Regions from separate parts of the Rattus norvegicus genome. Here region 2 is linked to region 1. A link is a contact called in public Hi-C data. All regions are on one chromosome and are shown on one strand. Each heading gives the region's core, a stretch centred on a gene start, on an enhancer-like site or on the middle of the called end of the contact. The rest is flanking DNA. Distances are from core to core; before and after follow the strand shown. Region 1 holds the start of Commd9 (COMM domain containing 9). Region 2 holds the start of Fjx1 (four-jointed box kinase 1).

Region 1 (4,114 bases), core at 924-3,423:
CTGAGCAGTGAAGGATGAGAAAATCTCCAGCAAGACTGAAGGCAGAACTGACACCCAAGGTTGTGCTCTGACCACATGTATACACCCACAAACACATATGTAGACACACACAGAGCCAAGTAACACTTATCAGAATGATTCGGGTAGGATATACTGACAACCCAAAATGTTGACGCTGATACAAACATACATGTAAAGTAGTCAGGTACTCCGGAAAAGTTTGGAAATGTCTTTAAGTCATGTGACTTCCAAACGGCCTGGCGACTATTTCTGTAAAAGCTAGTACTAGAAATACTCTACATACTTTTCAACAGACCAATGAGCAAACAAATAGAACATACTTCAGAGTACTTCAGAGCAATGAAAAGGAAGCAATTGTGGATACGCACGATCCATATGATTCTCTAGAGAAGTGGTTTCTCAGCCTTCCTAATACTGCGACTCTTTAATACAGTTCCTCATGTTGTGGAGACCCCAACCATATCATTATTTTATTGCTACTTCATAGTAAATTTGCTACTGTTATAAATTGTGATGTAAATGTCTGATATTGCAGGATAACTGACATGCAACCACAAAGGGGTTGCGACCCACAGCCTGAGAACCACCGCTCTAGAGAATGAGGTTTAGTGAGGAAAACCAACCCACAAACGTCACCTACAGCAAGATTTACAAAGCTCTGGAAATGAAAACTCATGACAGAAGAATGCTGAAGTGTCAAGGAGGTCTGGAGGCTGACTGCAAATGAGCTCGGCTGCAAGACGTCAACTCAGGGGGTCTTACCCTGATAGACATGTCCTGGAGCTTGACTGGATCAATGTAAATACCCCAACTGTGATACTGTTCAGTAGACTTTCAGGAAGTTACCATTGGGCGACATGGGGCAAAAGGTAAACGGCATCTCTCTGCGCTATTTCTCACAACTACAGGAAACATTCTAGTTAGCTTTCAATAAAGCTTATTTAAACAATAGCGCAATGAAAGTGAGGTACAGCTACAGTCATGACTGGAAGCCAGGCGTGAACAAGGATATGAAGTGTTCCATTTTTGTGGAGGTCAGGAATTGAGTATTATACCGTGTCCAAAGCAATACAGTGATGGAAAGGCCCGTGGAGAAGTAACCATGGAGCTGCTGGGGGTACTGGTGTCTCAGTTTGTGATCTGGTGTTGGCTACGTGAGTGTGCAGTCACCCAGAGAAGCACTCATGATTTCTGCTTTCTCAGTATTTATGTTATATATTATGTTTTTGAAGGGCTTATCAAAGAAAACAAAATGTCCCAAGACAAGCAGGCATGGAGAAGGAACAACTCAAATCAACCACAATGAAGGGGGAAACTGATAATGAAAACTCTTGGTTTCTAGTCACAGTTCTGTTACACTAAGACACTTCATAGCTATTTCCTCAGCACATACTGGGTGCCAGGTGTTCTTGTTGGCACACTCGTGTGAACAACGAAGTCAAAGCGTTCAGGAGTGGACTGAGCAAACGCATACTAGAGAGATGTAGACTGGAGAGGGCATTATAGGTGTGGCTGATAATGATAGTGTCACGAGGATAATTTCTGATCGTCAACTGGAGAGGAAAGAAGAAAGGAAAACACAAAGAAACAGAAGTCAGGTTCCTCAGAAGAGAATACAAAGAGATCCATGGTGTTAGCTAGTAATAAGTTTTAAGAGGGAAAGCAAAGCCACCCTTCTACGGAGTAACTCAAACTTTACGACGTCCCTATAAGTACTAGAGTGACAAGAGGTAGAGAATTTCCTGGTAAAGCGTGCGTAAGCTGGAATTAAATAGGGAACTGGTGGCTGTCACCCAAATGCTCCAATCCGAAAAAACACTCCTGGTCACTAATTCTTGGGTGCATTTACATCGACTATCTGATTTTTACTTCCACCTTAATATCAGGGCGTGATTAATTTTGTTGCTCCAGCTTAAAAGCTCAGAAAGGCTGTGCGATTTTCTCAGGGTCACACAGACAAGCACTGGCGCGCGGGAAATAGGGTGGGAGTGGAACAGTGTTCCATGCCAGGGCCTGTTTGCTCCCAATTCTTGTTTTGCACCAAGTCCCAGATACTAAAGCTGTCGCTGCACGCATCCCCACCCCTTCAAGATACCTTCAGCAGGCTCTGGAGCGCCACGAAATGCTCTGATGTCAAGGCCGCCATCTTTCGGGAGTCATGTGATAGCAGGAGCAAGCGGAGCGTGCCGCGTGACCCCTAGCAGGACATTCTGGGAGTTGTAGTTCTTCACTGTGGCTGGCGGGAATGGCGAAGGAGTATTAGGGTATGCAGAGAACCAGGAAGTCTCACTCCTGCATAGCTAAACTCAAAGACCAGAGTGCCAAGATGCCGGGAGAACTCAGATATAGGATGATTTCCAGAGAACAACTTGCTGGACTGCCTAGGTCAGGGAAACTGGTTTTGCCTTTGCCCTTCTGGGTGGGCTCGTTGATCTAGGGAATGCACCTGCAGGCTTGGCAGGCACCTTGGCAACTTAGATGCCCAGAAGTGATAGGCCTACTCACCATCTGGATTTAAATGAAGCTGTGCCTATTTGAATTCTTGGAATTCACACACACACATGTATGCTCACATGCCTGCAGTACACCCTAAAAACCACAATGCTTCAAGGCTTATAGTTTCTTTTCTGTTCGTGGAGAAGTAGGGGCTTGCCATTATAACTAGCCTTATCCAGACAGTCAAGCTATGTCACTTAGGGTTCTTAGTAACTTCCCCATGGTCCCAGAGAGATCCGGTTTGAAGAGCAGCTGATTAGGAAAGGGGTTAGAAAGGAGGAGGGCATGTGAAGATTTTACCTATCTCAGCACTGTGCACCTTGGTCTGCACTTTTTCTCTTGAGTCTCTTGCTCTGGGAATCAGTGTCAAGGGTCACATAGTAAGGAAGTGAAGCCTGCCAACAGCTCCTTCCTCAGAGGCAGACCTTCTGGCCTTCAGAGAGTCTGAAATTGGCAGTGACTGGGTCAAAGGCTTAACTGAAACCTTGCAACTGCAAGATGGGCAGTGACTCCCAACTTCGAGAACAGGCTTCCAGAACTAAGAAAGAAACAGAAACCTGTGGAGGAAGGAGCCGGGCTTTCCGAGCTACCTGACTTTAAAGACATGATTCTTCCTTGAATAAACACAACCTGATGGAGGGTTACCAGCGAAAGGTGGATGTGCTAAGGGTATAGGCCAGCCTGATGCATGCTGTTCCGTGAGGGCAGCTTCAGTAGCTGCTGCAAATATTACCTCAGATTTCTCCACCACCAGTGCTCCAGATGTTGCTAACTAAACTTACAACCATTAGTCAGAGAACTGTAAGTGCTCAGAGCTTGACTGGAGATACGTGGACTGCGCGAGATATCAACCTGATAAAGGTCAACAAAAATGCTTCCAAATGTTCTAAACTTGGAAGCTGAGCAGCTGTGTAGGAACAAGGGGAGGCATGCTTGTTATAGACCTACCAACACACCAAACTTAAAGTTTACTTTGAGTAGATTCATTTGTTTCATTTACTCATTTCAGTGAAAAGTGGATCTTGACAGAGTTTTTTATTCATAGATACACTTACATTGTTAAACTCTCATGGGCTTCAATTATTTCTTAAGGCAAGCAATCAAAATGTAAGAACAGCAGAGCACATTTCCTTCTGGTTTCCTCTCTGTTGCTGTGATTGTTACCCCAACAGAAAACGATACAGGGGGAAAGGGTTCCAAATACCAGTCTGTCCTCGAGGCAGAAGCTTGAGACTGTGGTCACACCACAGGCCCAGTCAGGAGCAGGGAGAAAACCAAACACACCCATTGCCACTAGCTTGGTGCCTACGCTTAGCTAGACTTCTTCACTCTTACACATAGCAGTGCTGGGCCCAGGAAATGGTGCTGCCCACATTCAGAGTGGGTCTTTCCATCTCAATCGACATCCAAGACAATCTCCTAGAGATTCACACACAGGCCCGGCCTGTAATCCCTCCGTTGAGACTCCCATCTCACATGGTTTTAGATTGCAGCACCTTGACATCTGAAAACCAACCATCACAATTACTTAGGTTTGAAACACCCCCACTGATCAGTTTCAAAAGATTGGGGTGGGGACTCATAGGAAGTGTGGAAG
Region 2 (4,114 bases), core at 914-3,413, 600 kb before region 1:
TTTTCCCTTTTAAGAACTTGAGAAAAATGGTTTTATGTATCCTGTAGCAGCGAGATATTTAAACAAACAAGCTTGACAATGCTACTTGAAAAGTTTCATCTCAATTCCAGATTGTTGCTGAATACTCACTCAGTGCCAGGCTTTGGGCAAGAGAACTCCCCATGCAGTGTACCATGATGAATCACTGGGAGCTACACACTCATAGATTCTGCTAAGAGCCAAAAACACGGAGCCACCAAGCACTTCAAATTGCCCCATTGCCCTCAGGACATAACTTGGCCCAGGGTGGCATTCTGAGTTTAACTAAATCACCACTGTGAAATGTAGTTCTTTAATTAGAGGACATTCTGATTGTGCCCACAAGGTGGCGATCTTGCTTACATTTTGCCCACAATGAACCCAATACAGGAAAGAAAAAAAAAGTTAAACCAAAAGCAAAAATAAAAATCAATGAATTCGGTGCTTATTTCATGTAATATACTATATTAGCTGGTAAATGAAATAAAAATTGATAAGAGACAGCCCCTGCTCTCTAGGGAAAGACCAGGGGGAAGCTTGCACAAGGCGAGAAAAAAATACCTTTTTAATGAATTAATATATTGTACTGGATCCATATGGGAGGCACTGTAATCCTTTTATCAGATCTGAGCTATAAAAAGCCCATGGTTGGGAACACATTCAAGAAAGACCCCACACTTCACGCAGCACACAGAGCACCCGTGGGGAAGAAACCCATGAAGGTGTATGTGTTGGGTCAGGGCTGGGCCAGCTATGTTTTAGAGGGTTAATGTTTCTACTCTGTTAGAAACATTACATTGTCTACCCTATAACTCCAGGATAAATATACACAGTATGGCAGCTGAAACCTCTCATGTGTACTGAGTAGAGGGATATAAGGAGAGGAAAAGACCCACAATGTGAAAGAAGCCGATTTTAAGCTCTGGCTATAGGGCTGTGGGAGTAGCCTTTAGAGAACCTGGGAGTATGCACAGGTCCTGGGACAGTTCCCTGGCGTGCCAGATCTGGCTCTCGGGACAACTGAACCCTCACAGCCCTGAACTTATGACTAAGAATCTCTGATTTTGGATATGGGATACAAGAAAGGAAAGAAAAGAGCTAGTTTGTTTGCCAGTGACTTTTCTGGTAGATTAAACCAAGAAAGTCTGGAGGAAGATGCATCGGTTTTTATGTTGTGTTGGTTTGGTTTTTCTTCACTGTCCCCTTCCCACTTTTTCTCCTTTACACTAAACTAGTAAAAACGATTGTTGTTTATTTTCCCTTGTTTGGGTGAAAATTATAATTGGGGAAAAGGTGACTAAATGACAACTAAAAAACAAGTTGAGAATGTTGGCAATAAATGTTTATATCTGTCTTTATATCGCTATTCCTACATATTGAACATTCTTTAAAAAGGGAAAACCAAGTGGCATGAGACCAGGAGACCTGACTTGAATATCCAACTTGCACAGCATCCCTAAGAAAAGTCACAAAAGTCAACCACATGGCTCTCAAGACTGCAATGATCCATACTGGAGAGCTTGCTCTGGAGAGGGGTTGTGGGTTCAAAGTCATTGATGGTTCCTCTCCCCTCTGGAGTCACATCCTCTAGGGCTCCGGACATTCCCGAGAATTTACATAAGCCAGCGTGAATCACAGCAAGTGAAGTTGCAAAAGGACCCACCCTGACCCTTTCCTGTACTGCGGTGGAAGTCTGCCTGAAGTTTTCGGATCAGACACAGTCCAAACGAGGGTACTAGGGGATCATCCCACTCCCACAAGAGCACCGGACACGCCGCTACCGCCAAGCCCTATATTTGGTCTCTGCCCCTCCTCGGCCCCCTCCCGCTCCGACGCCCCCGCATGGACGCCGCCAGTCCGGCTTCCTCCCTGTCCCGAAGTCCGGGACAGAGAGTGGGGCCACCTTTCGCTCCTGGAAGGATCGGTTGCCGCTTTAAGGGGAAGAGGAAGGGAAGGGGCGGGGGAGTGGGGGCGGGGAGAGGAGGCAGAGGAGGGGGAGGGGGATCCCCCTTGCTCCCACGTGGTCCGGGCGCCTGTGAATCGCGCCCGCCGGAGGGTCTCACAGCGAAATACAAAAGCAGCTGGGAAGCCACGGCGAGGCGAGTTCCCAGCGCCGGGGCAGAGCGCTGGTCAGAGCCCCGCAGCGCTCCGCGGCCGCGATGGGGCTCCGGCACCCGAAGCCCGGGAGCCAGCCAGCAGCCGGGCCCGCCTCGCCGCCCGCACCCGGGCGCCCGGGCTTGGCTTGAAGCGGCGGCGGTGGCACCGGCGCGCCGGCAGGAGCATGGGGCGGAAGATGCGGGGCGCCGCCGCCGCGGGGCTCTGGCTGCTGGCTTTGGGCTCGCTGCTAACGCTGTGGGGAGGGCTCCTGCCACCACGGACCGAGCTGCCAGCCTCCCGGCCGCCGGAAGATCGACTCCCTCGGCATCCGATCCAGAGTGGCGGCCCCGCGCCCGAGCCGCGATTCCCTCTGCCCCCGCCCCTAGTGTGGGACGCCCGCGGCGGCTCCCTGAAAACTTTCCGGGCGCTGCTCACCCTGGCGGCCGGCGCGGATAACCCGCCTGGGAGGCACCCGGACGATCGCGGGCGGCACGTGCCCTCCGGGCTGTCCTGGCCAGCGGAGCACACGGCAGTGCACGGGGGCGTGTTTTGGAGCCGCGGCCTGGAGGAGCAGGTGCCCCGGGGCTTTTCCGAAGCCCAAGCAGCAGCTTGGCTGGAGGTGGCACGGGGAGCTCGGGTGGTGGCTCTGGATCGCGGGGGCTGTGGACGCAGTTCCAACCGCCTAGCCCGCTTTGCCGACGGCACCCGTGCCTGTGTACGCTACGGCATCAACCCAGAGCAGATACAGGGCGAGGCCCTGTCCTACTACCTTGCGCGCCTGCTGGGCCTCCAGCGCCACGTGCCGCCGCTGGCACTGGCTCGGGTGGAGGCTCGGGGCGCGCAGTGGGTGCAGGTGCAGGAGGAGCTGCGCACGGCGCACTGGACCGAGGGCAGCGTGGTGAGCCTGACGCGCTGGCTGCCTAACCTCACCGACGTGGTGGTGCCCGAGCCCTGGCGATCAGAGGACGGCCGTCTGCGGCCCCTGCGCGACGCCGGGGGCGAGCTGACCAACCTCAGCCAGGCGGAGCTGGTGGACCTGGTACAATGGACCGATCTGATCCTCTTCGATTACCTGACAGCCAACTTCGACCGGCTTGTAAGCAACCTCTTCAGCTTACAGTGGGACCCACGCGTTATGCACCGCGCTACAAGCAACCTGCACCGAGGACCAGGAGGGGCGTTGGTCTTTCTGGACAATGAGGCGGGCCTGGTGCACGGGTACCGGGTAGCCGGCATGTGGGACAAGTATAACGAACCGCTGCTACAGTCGGTGTGTGTATTCCGAGAGCGGACTGCTAGGCGCGTCTTGGAGCTGCACCGGGGTCAGGACGCGGCAGCCCGGCTCCTGCGCCTCTACAGTCGCCACGAACCGCGTTTCCCAGAGCTGGCGGAGCTCGCAGACCCCCACGCTCAGCTGCTACAGCGCCGCCTTGACTTCCTCGCCAAACACATTTTGCACTGTAAGGCCAAGTACGGCCGCCGACCCGGGGACTTAATAACACTCCGAGGAAGAGAGGGACTGGGTTATGAATGATGCGGGTTAGGGCTGTCTTCTCTGCCACGGGCTATGACCAACCGGCCAACGCCCACCCAGTGGTCTGAATACCAAGCTGTCTAAAAACTTGTGTGTTACCCACTTGCCCCTTTCTTTTCATGCCAGGCTGTTTCCTTTCCAAGTTCTGGAAGGGCAAACTCACCGAGGCAAGAAGTGTAACATTCCCTCCACCTAGCTTATAAAAAGGAATCTGTGCTTGTGTGGAGATTGGATCCGAAGAAACTGGCTGCTGGGGTTTGGCCCCTGAATGGCAGTCTCTTTGGGAGATGCAGTCCATTCTTGCCCCCCCCCCTCCCCAAAAAAGGAAAACTTCCGTTTGAGCTAATTCCTCTATTTCCTACTAAACACAGCGCCGGTGGCCCCAGAGCAGGCTGTGACAAGGGCTGGTGGAGCCCCCTTCCTGTGTTCTCTCTTTGTTCCAGCGCACGATGGTGAGATAACTGT

What was found. A called contact is a pair of places that touch in the nucleus more often than the background predicts.
Region 2: a contact with region 1 is called in a Hi-C map of the A7r5 cell line, with 4 times the contacts expected there. The contact joins the promoter of Fjx1 here to the promoter of Commd9 in region 1. A contact is called at or near these places in 11 of 12 Hi-C or Micro-C datasets (the A7r5 cell line, Schwann cells, frontal cortex and 6 more) and 1 of 1 datasets of contacts at active chromatin or transcription factors (oligodendrocytes).

The regions. Positions count from the first base shown.
Region 1 is chr3:108,629,052-108,633,165 of GRCr8, reverse strand. Commd9 (COMM domain containing 9) reads right to left here and starts at 2,173. Exons shown (of 6, transcript NM_001033692.1): 1 at 2,117-2,173. The coding sequence starts at 2,167.
Region 2 is chr3:109,229,373-109,233,486 of GRCr8, reverse strand. Fjx1 (four-jointed box kinase 1) reads left to right here and starts at 2,163. Exons shown (of 1, transcript NM_001108955.1): 1 at 2,163-4,114. The coding sequence starts at 2,300. The coding sequence ends at 3,649.